2 separate regions of the Bos taurus genome follow, and region 2 is linked to region 1. The links are chromatin contacts, called in public Hi-C maps. All regions are on one chromosome and are shown on one strand. Each heading gives the region's core, a stretch centred on a gene start, on an enhancer-like site or on the middle of the called end of the contact. The rest is flanking DNA. Distances are from core to core; before and after follow the strand shown. Region 1 has its middle 23 kb from the start of GARRE1. Region 2 overlaps GARRE1 (granule associated Rac and RHOG effector 1).

Region 1 (2,731 bases), core at 229-2,728:
CCAGAGCATATGGGACTCCTCACTTCACTGCAAGCCTGCCAATCGAGGCCCCCTGCCCCCAATCCAGAATCACCCCCTCCAGCCTCACTTGCAACAGGTCCCTTCCACTCACCCTTGGCTCCTGCCACACTGTCCACCCACAACAGCTGCTTCTCCACAGGGCTACTATGTCCCAGTGTTACTACTGGAAAAAACCCTCAACCACTTCCCAAAAGCTCTGCCCTCCAGTTGAGGAGTACCCAGTTTTCCCCAACCCCAGGCTGAGGAGGACATGTCGTCATCTCAACCCAATCACCCAATCATAAGAGTGTGTTTCTATGATTCCTGCAGACAAAGGTGGAACATGCTTTAAGGGACTTCTCTGGTGATCTAGTGGTCAAGACTCTGCACTTCCACTGCAGGGGATGCAGGTTAGATCCCTGGTCTGGGAACTAAGATTCCGCATGCCTCAAGATTCGGCCAAAAAACAAGCTTAAAAAAATAAAGAAAATGCTTTTTTTTTTTTTTTTAAAGCCCTAAAGCCTTGGACTTCCCTGATGGTCCAGGGGTTAAGACTCCGTGCTTCCACTGCAGGGAACACAGTTTCAACTCCTGGTCAGGGAAGTTCCACATGCCATGTGGTATGGTCAAAGAATAAGCATAAATAAATATAAATAAATTAACTAATTTTTTTTTTTTAAGCCCTAAAGCCTTGCTCTCTGCCACCTAAAATCAGGACTTAGCAGCTGCCAGCCAGGAGACGCCTCACTTCCTGTAGTTGCTCAGTAAAAATAGGAAGTGGGGGAGGAAATTCACAAAGCAGAAACAAAAGTAATCACTGCCTAGCTTCCTGAACACAAATCACTGAGCAGGGAGGGTATCATTAAAACATGGAAACGGAAAGGGAGACATGGAGAGCCAACACCAGGGGAAAGGAAGTGACACTTAGGGGTCCACCAAGTCCAGACTACTTCTGTGCCCGGGAGACTGCTCCCAAAGAAAATTACATGCAAAACTGGGCTCTAGTTTATACAGAAAGTTTCCAAGGAATATAACCCATGTTAGTTTAAAGAATCGTGCGACAACTCCTGAAACATTACAGTTATATCAGAGTTTTTAAAAAAAGTCAATGAAAAAATTTTTAAGGATGCCAAGATTAAACTATATTTTTCCTGGTCAAGAAGTGGCTACTAAAACTGCTATTAAGACAGGGACTTCCTTGGTGGCCCAGTGGTTAAGGCTCTGTGCTTCTACTGCAGGGAGCACTGGTTCTAGATCCTTGGTTGGGGCACTAAGATACTGCATGCCCAGTGGTGAAACCAAAACAAAATAAAACAAAAAGTTACTAAATAACTGACTGGTTGACAAAATCTAAAGCCCATGCTTTCCTGTATGAAAACTCAAGTAAACAGGAAAAACAACCTACTAAATATACAGCTTTGTACAGCCAAAACAAAACAAAAAGTTACGAAATAACTGACTTGTTGACAAAATCTGCAGTCCAAGCTTTCCTATACTGAGGTATGAAAACACTAGTAGACAGGAAAAAACCCTACTAAATATGCAGCTTGCAGCAGCCAAAACAAAAAAATATTAAAATCATATTGAGGTATGAAAACTCAAGCAGACAGAAAAAACTTTATTAAATAAAAATTCTATTCATAGAATTCTAAAAATTTCTAATCATAGCTAGAATCTGTCGTAGTTAAAGATTCTTCTACACCTGTGTCCTCTAGCACGGCTCAACCCTGTAAGTTGTGCCTGAATACTCTAGGCACCTAGGATGCACAGGTTAACAGTGCTGGTGTCAAGGGGATTCTGGTCTAATGGCGTAACACTGCTTCCACGGGCTGACACCTGACTGCCCCTTGTGCTGACACCTGCTCTAAAACAATTTATCATCACAAAATACGACATTCCTCCATAATAACAAAGCAAGTTAGCATTAGCAGATTGTCAAAAAGCTTTTATACTCAGTAATCTACGAATAACTGATAATTTCAGTTACAGCAGAAAAAACAAATTTTCTAACCACAAAGGCAACAGAGTTGAAATTTAGCTTCAGAATAACACAGGTTAAAAACAAAACAGGCCAGGACCCTGGCGGTCCAGCAGTGAGGACTCTGCTGCCACTGCCCATGGTGCGGGTCCCTGTGAGCCACGAGGTAGGCCCAAAGAAACAAACAAATATTAGAACTTTTGAATTGTATTAGAGAAATGCTCTGAGTCAAAAAAAAAAAAAAATCTCTGTTGAACAGAAATCTCCAAAAGAAAAGGAAATGGGGCGGGGGGTGGTGCGCAAGGGGAAGTCAGAGTCTTGCTAAGAGGCTTATCTGTAAAAAACTACCCCACATTTCCAAAAGGTGAACAAAGTTGGCTCCTAAACATCTGAAAAAGTTTACTCAGGGAAACAAAGTTTTTAATCTACAAACTGAAATGGTCTTTGACCAATTAAAATGCACCCAAGCACTATGAAGACATTCATTACAACAAACTACCCTGCTGATGGAAATTCGAGCATAAATCAAGGAGAGACGATAACTTTAAAGTAAATCATTAAATTAAAAGTTACAAAATACTGATGTAATTTTTCAAATCCGATTTGTTAAAAAATATATTTTTTTAACCTAGACCTATTAAAAACCTTCAGTTTTTGTTTCAGTGTGTTAGAACACGGAAAGGCTTTGATCTACTCAGCTCTGGTTAAGTCTAGTCCAAAGTTTCCAAATTTATGTATCCATTAAAAAGTCAT
Region 2 (3,124 bases), core at 249-2,748, 61 kb before region 1:
GCAACTGTCAGTACTTTCAGATATAAATAAATTTCATGCAAGATATAAGTAAATTTTCTAAACACCTTTCTGCTCTGAGTTCATAGGGAGAATGTGAGCTTGGTTAAAATGCTCTTGATGGACTTAACTCTGAAATGATATAACAAATGAAGGCAAAAGTGTTCACAAACTGGGGAGTCTGGGTAAATAAAGGGCAATTCTCTGTTCTCTTCCTGCAACTTTTATATAAGTTTGAAAGTATTCCCAAATAACAAGTTGCCCCAAAGTTCCCCTTCATGCCTTATTTACTCACATACTATGAGTGACATGAGCTCACATGACCCTGTAAGTGGTCACACTGCTCCTCGGCAGGGACACCCACCTCCCTGCCCTCCAGCGGGTGAGGTCCAGCACCGCAGTGTAGAGCACGTCCACCAGGCCCAGCGTCTTCTCGGGATCTAGGCTTCTCTGCAGCAGGGACATGGTAGCCGGGTCTTCTTTCAGGCACCTAGGCACCAACCAAGTTGCGTGAGTCTAGGCTGCCCTTCTCCACAACAGGGTTCCAATTTTCAATCAGGCCTTATACAAAAGGTCACAACTTTTGGCACCAAAGAAAAATTTAGTAATCATAAGAATATTTAGAGGATGACAGGGCTAACACTGGGACTTGCTGCTCTGCAATAGGAGGGGGAAGAAATACAACAGGGCCTGGCGTCTCGGCAGATTTCTAACTGTCTAGAATCTGTTTAGCAGGAAGAGAAGAGTTCAGTGCAGGGGCTGCCTTCCAGGTGTCCTAACGCCCTTTCACTGTCCTACACCAGCTTCAGCCCTGACTTTCCTCCACACAGCAAGAGAGTGAGCCTCCTCTAGCACAAATCTGAACACACCACTCCCCTGTGCAAAACCCTCCAGTGGCATCCTATTGTGGCTGAAATAAAATGCAAACCCCTCAGCTCAGCCCTCCAGACTCTGTGACCTGGGCCTCCTGCCTCTCTGGACACAGTCCTCTTCACTGTTTCCTCTATTTACAGTGTCCCAACTACGAGGCTTCTCATACGCCCTGAGTATGTTGGATCTGCTCACATCTCAGGATCTCTCATGCTGTTGCCTTTGCCTCAACTGCTCCCTTTGAGAGCTGCCTTCCCGCTGGCATTCAGGTCCCCACTGCCCACCCCGGGCACCTCCACCAAGAGGCGTTTTCTGAGAGGGAGAACCAGGAAGATGCTGTCTGTTACCGAGTGTTCCGGGGGCTAAACAGTAGGCTAAATAACACTTCAGCTAAATAACACTTGCCAAAGCCATCCTAAGGAGGCAGCAGCACTCCCCAATGTGACTTTGGCTTGAGAAGAAATATATGTGAGGGTGTGAGCTGGCCAGTTTCAGAAACCCTGGAGAAAGCAAGCAACAAGGCAAGCTCTGCCAGCACCCGACGAGACCCTGGGCTCCTAGGACAGAATCCTGGCCAGTGGACCTGGCTGAGGTCCACGCACCAGATTCTCTCAGCCTGGAATCGCTGATCACCAGGACATACTTGCTCTATGTTCTCAAGCCAACTTCTGCTTGTGATCTGGCTGGTCACATGTCCGCCCACTAAGCGAGCATTTTCTGGTCATGCAGAAAGCAGTACTATGGTTTCTGGTGATACTAATAATTTCTTTCTAAAAATCAACAGAATGGTATTTTTATGTTATTCATCAGTCTTGAGAACTCATCAGTAAAATCCCCTGAAGAAACTAAACCTATTCTTTTTGACAAATTACCCTGATTGGCTTAAAACCTTCTACCTGTTCTTAGATAAAACCCTAGTCCCCCAGGGACCCTGCAAGTCCTGGCTTCCACGACTCCTGTCTTCACCCCCACCCAGCATACCTCCAGTCACACCAGTGCACTCCTCAGGTCTCTGCATTTGCTGTTCCTTCTGCCTGCGATGCTTTCCCCATCTGCTCTCTGCGTGGCAGGCTCCTCTCAAATGTCACATCCTTAAAGAGACCCTTCATGACTGACCTCCTCATCCAAAATAGCTTCCTCTTGCCATCTCTACCTGTTATTCTCTAACAGATGATGTCACTCTACTCTTATTCCCCTTGTACACTTGCCAGTGCTTGAACTTAACTCCTACGCTTATTAACAGTCCCCTGCCCAACCCCCACGCCATTACAAAGCCAGCTCTGTTAAGGGCAGGGACCTAAGTAAGATACTACTTTTGGGGGGAAAAAAGAATCTAGATACTTCATTATGCTAAAAGCAAAGCAAATAATAAATTCTTGACTAGTTTTGCTAATAATTTCATTTTCTCTAAGTTGGAATAAAGCAATTACTTCTTTTTGAGTTCTTCTCAACAAGCACATATTTCGTAACTTGAAACAAAAACATGAAAACTGTGCCATTTTTACCAAAAGTAGCCAGCAGAGGGAGCAGTTTGTGAGGTCTTTCAAGGACGGGCAATGAATTACAAAGGAAATCAATCATAAAGGGAGAGTTCTGGAAGTAAACTGCAGTGTTAACCATTTTAGTACTAGCTGTTTATATCCACCCAATTATCCAAGAGTTGGAAATGTTTTCTTTAAAATGAGAATCCTAGTTAAGTTTAATATTTTTCAATAAGAACCTGAATTAGAAAACAATTTCAGGAACACAAAACTCTTACAAAATGTGAGCTTTTAATCTACTGCTTGGGGAATTCCTTGCCAGTTCAGTGGTTAGGACTCCACACTCTCACTACTGCGGGCCTGAGTTCAATCCCTGGTTAGGGAGCTACGATCCTGCAAGCTGAGTCCAGAAAAAAAAATCTACTGTTTGATAGGAATGAAGACCTGAATATAAATTAACTAATAATCAAATTTAGAAATCTGTGGAGAAACTCACAGAAGGGAGATTCTGGGACATGACGTAAATCACCAACCATTTAGATGGTGAAGAATCTGTCTGCGATGCAGGAGACCGGGTTTGATACCTGGGTCAGGAAGATCCCCTGGAGAAGGGAATGGCAACCCACTCCAATATTCTTGCCTGAAAAATTCTATGGACAGAGGAGCCTGCTGGGCTCCTGGGGTCACAAACAGTTGGAAATGACTGAGTGACTTAACACTTTCACAAGTGCTTTCACACTTGATATATTAACAAATTCTAAAACTTTAAGCAGAAT

Evidence for each region. A called contact is a pair of places that touch in the nucleus more often than the background predicts.
Region 2: a contact with region 1 is called in a Hi-C map of liver, with 2.6 times the contacts expected there. The contact joins two enhancer-like sites. A contact is called at or near these places in 2 of 11 Hi-C or Micro-C datasets (4-cell embryo and liver).

What each region holds. Positions count from the first base shown.
Region 1 is chr18:44,700,063-44,702,793 of ARS-UCD2.0, reverse strand. It overlaps a transcript of GARRE1 not described here. Among named protein-coding and RNA genes, the nearest start is that of GARRE1, 23 kb to the left of the region's middle. Within about 2 kb of position 1,478, at least 5 of the 102 cell types and tissues checked have an H3K27ac peak or open chromatin away from gene starts, as enhancers often do. A contact at or near this core is called in liver, where this site is marked.
Region 2 is chr18:44,760,880-44,764,003 of ARS-UCD2.0, reverse strand. It overlaps GARRE1 (granule associated Rac and RHOG effector 1), which reads right to left. Exons shown (of 13, transcript NM_001206284.2): 8 at 362-487. Among named protein-coding and RNA genes, the nearest start is that of GPI, 22 kb to the left of the region's middle. Within about 2 kb of position 1,498, at least 6 of the 102 cell types and tissues checked have an H3K27ac peak or open chromatin away from gene starts, as enhancers often do. A contact at or near this core is called in liver, where this site is marked.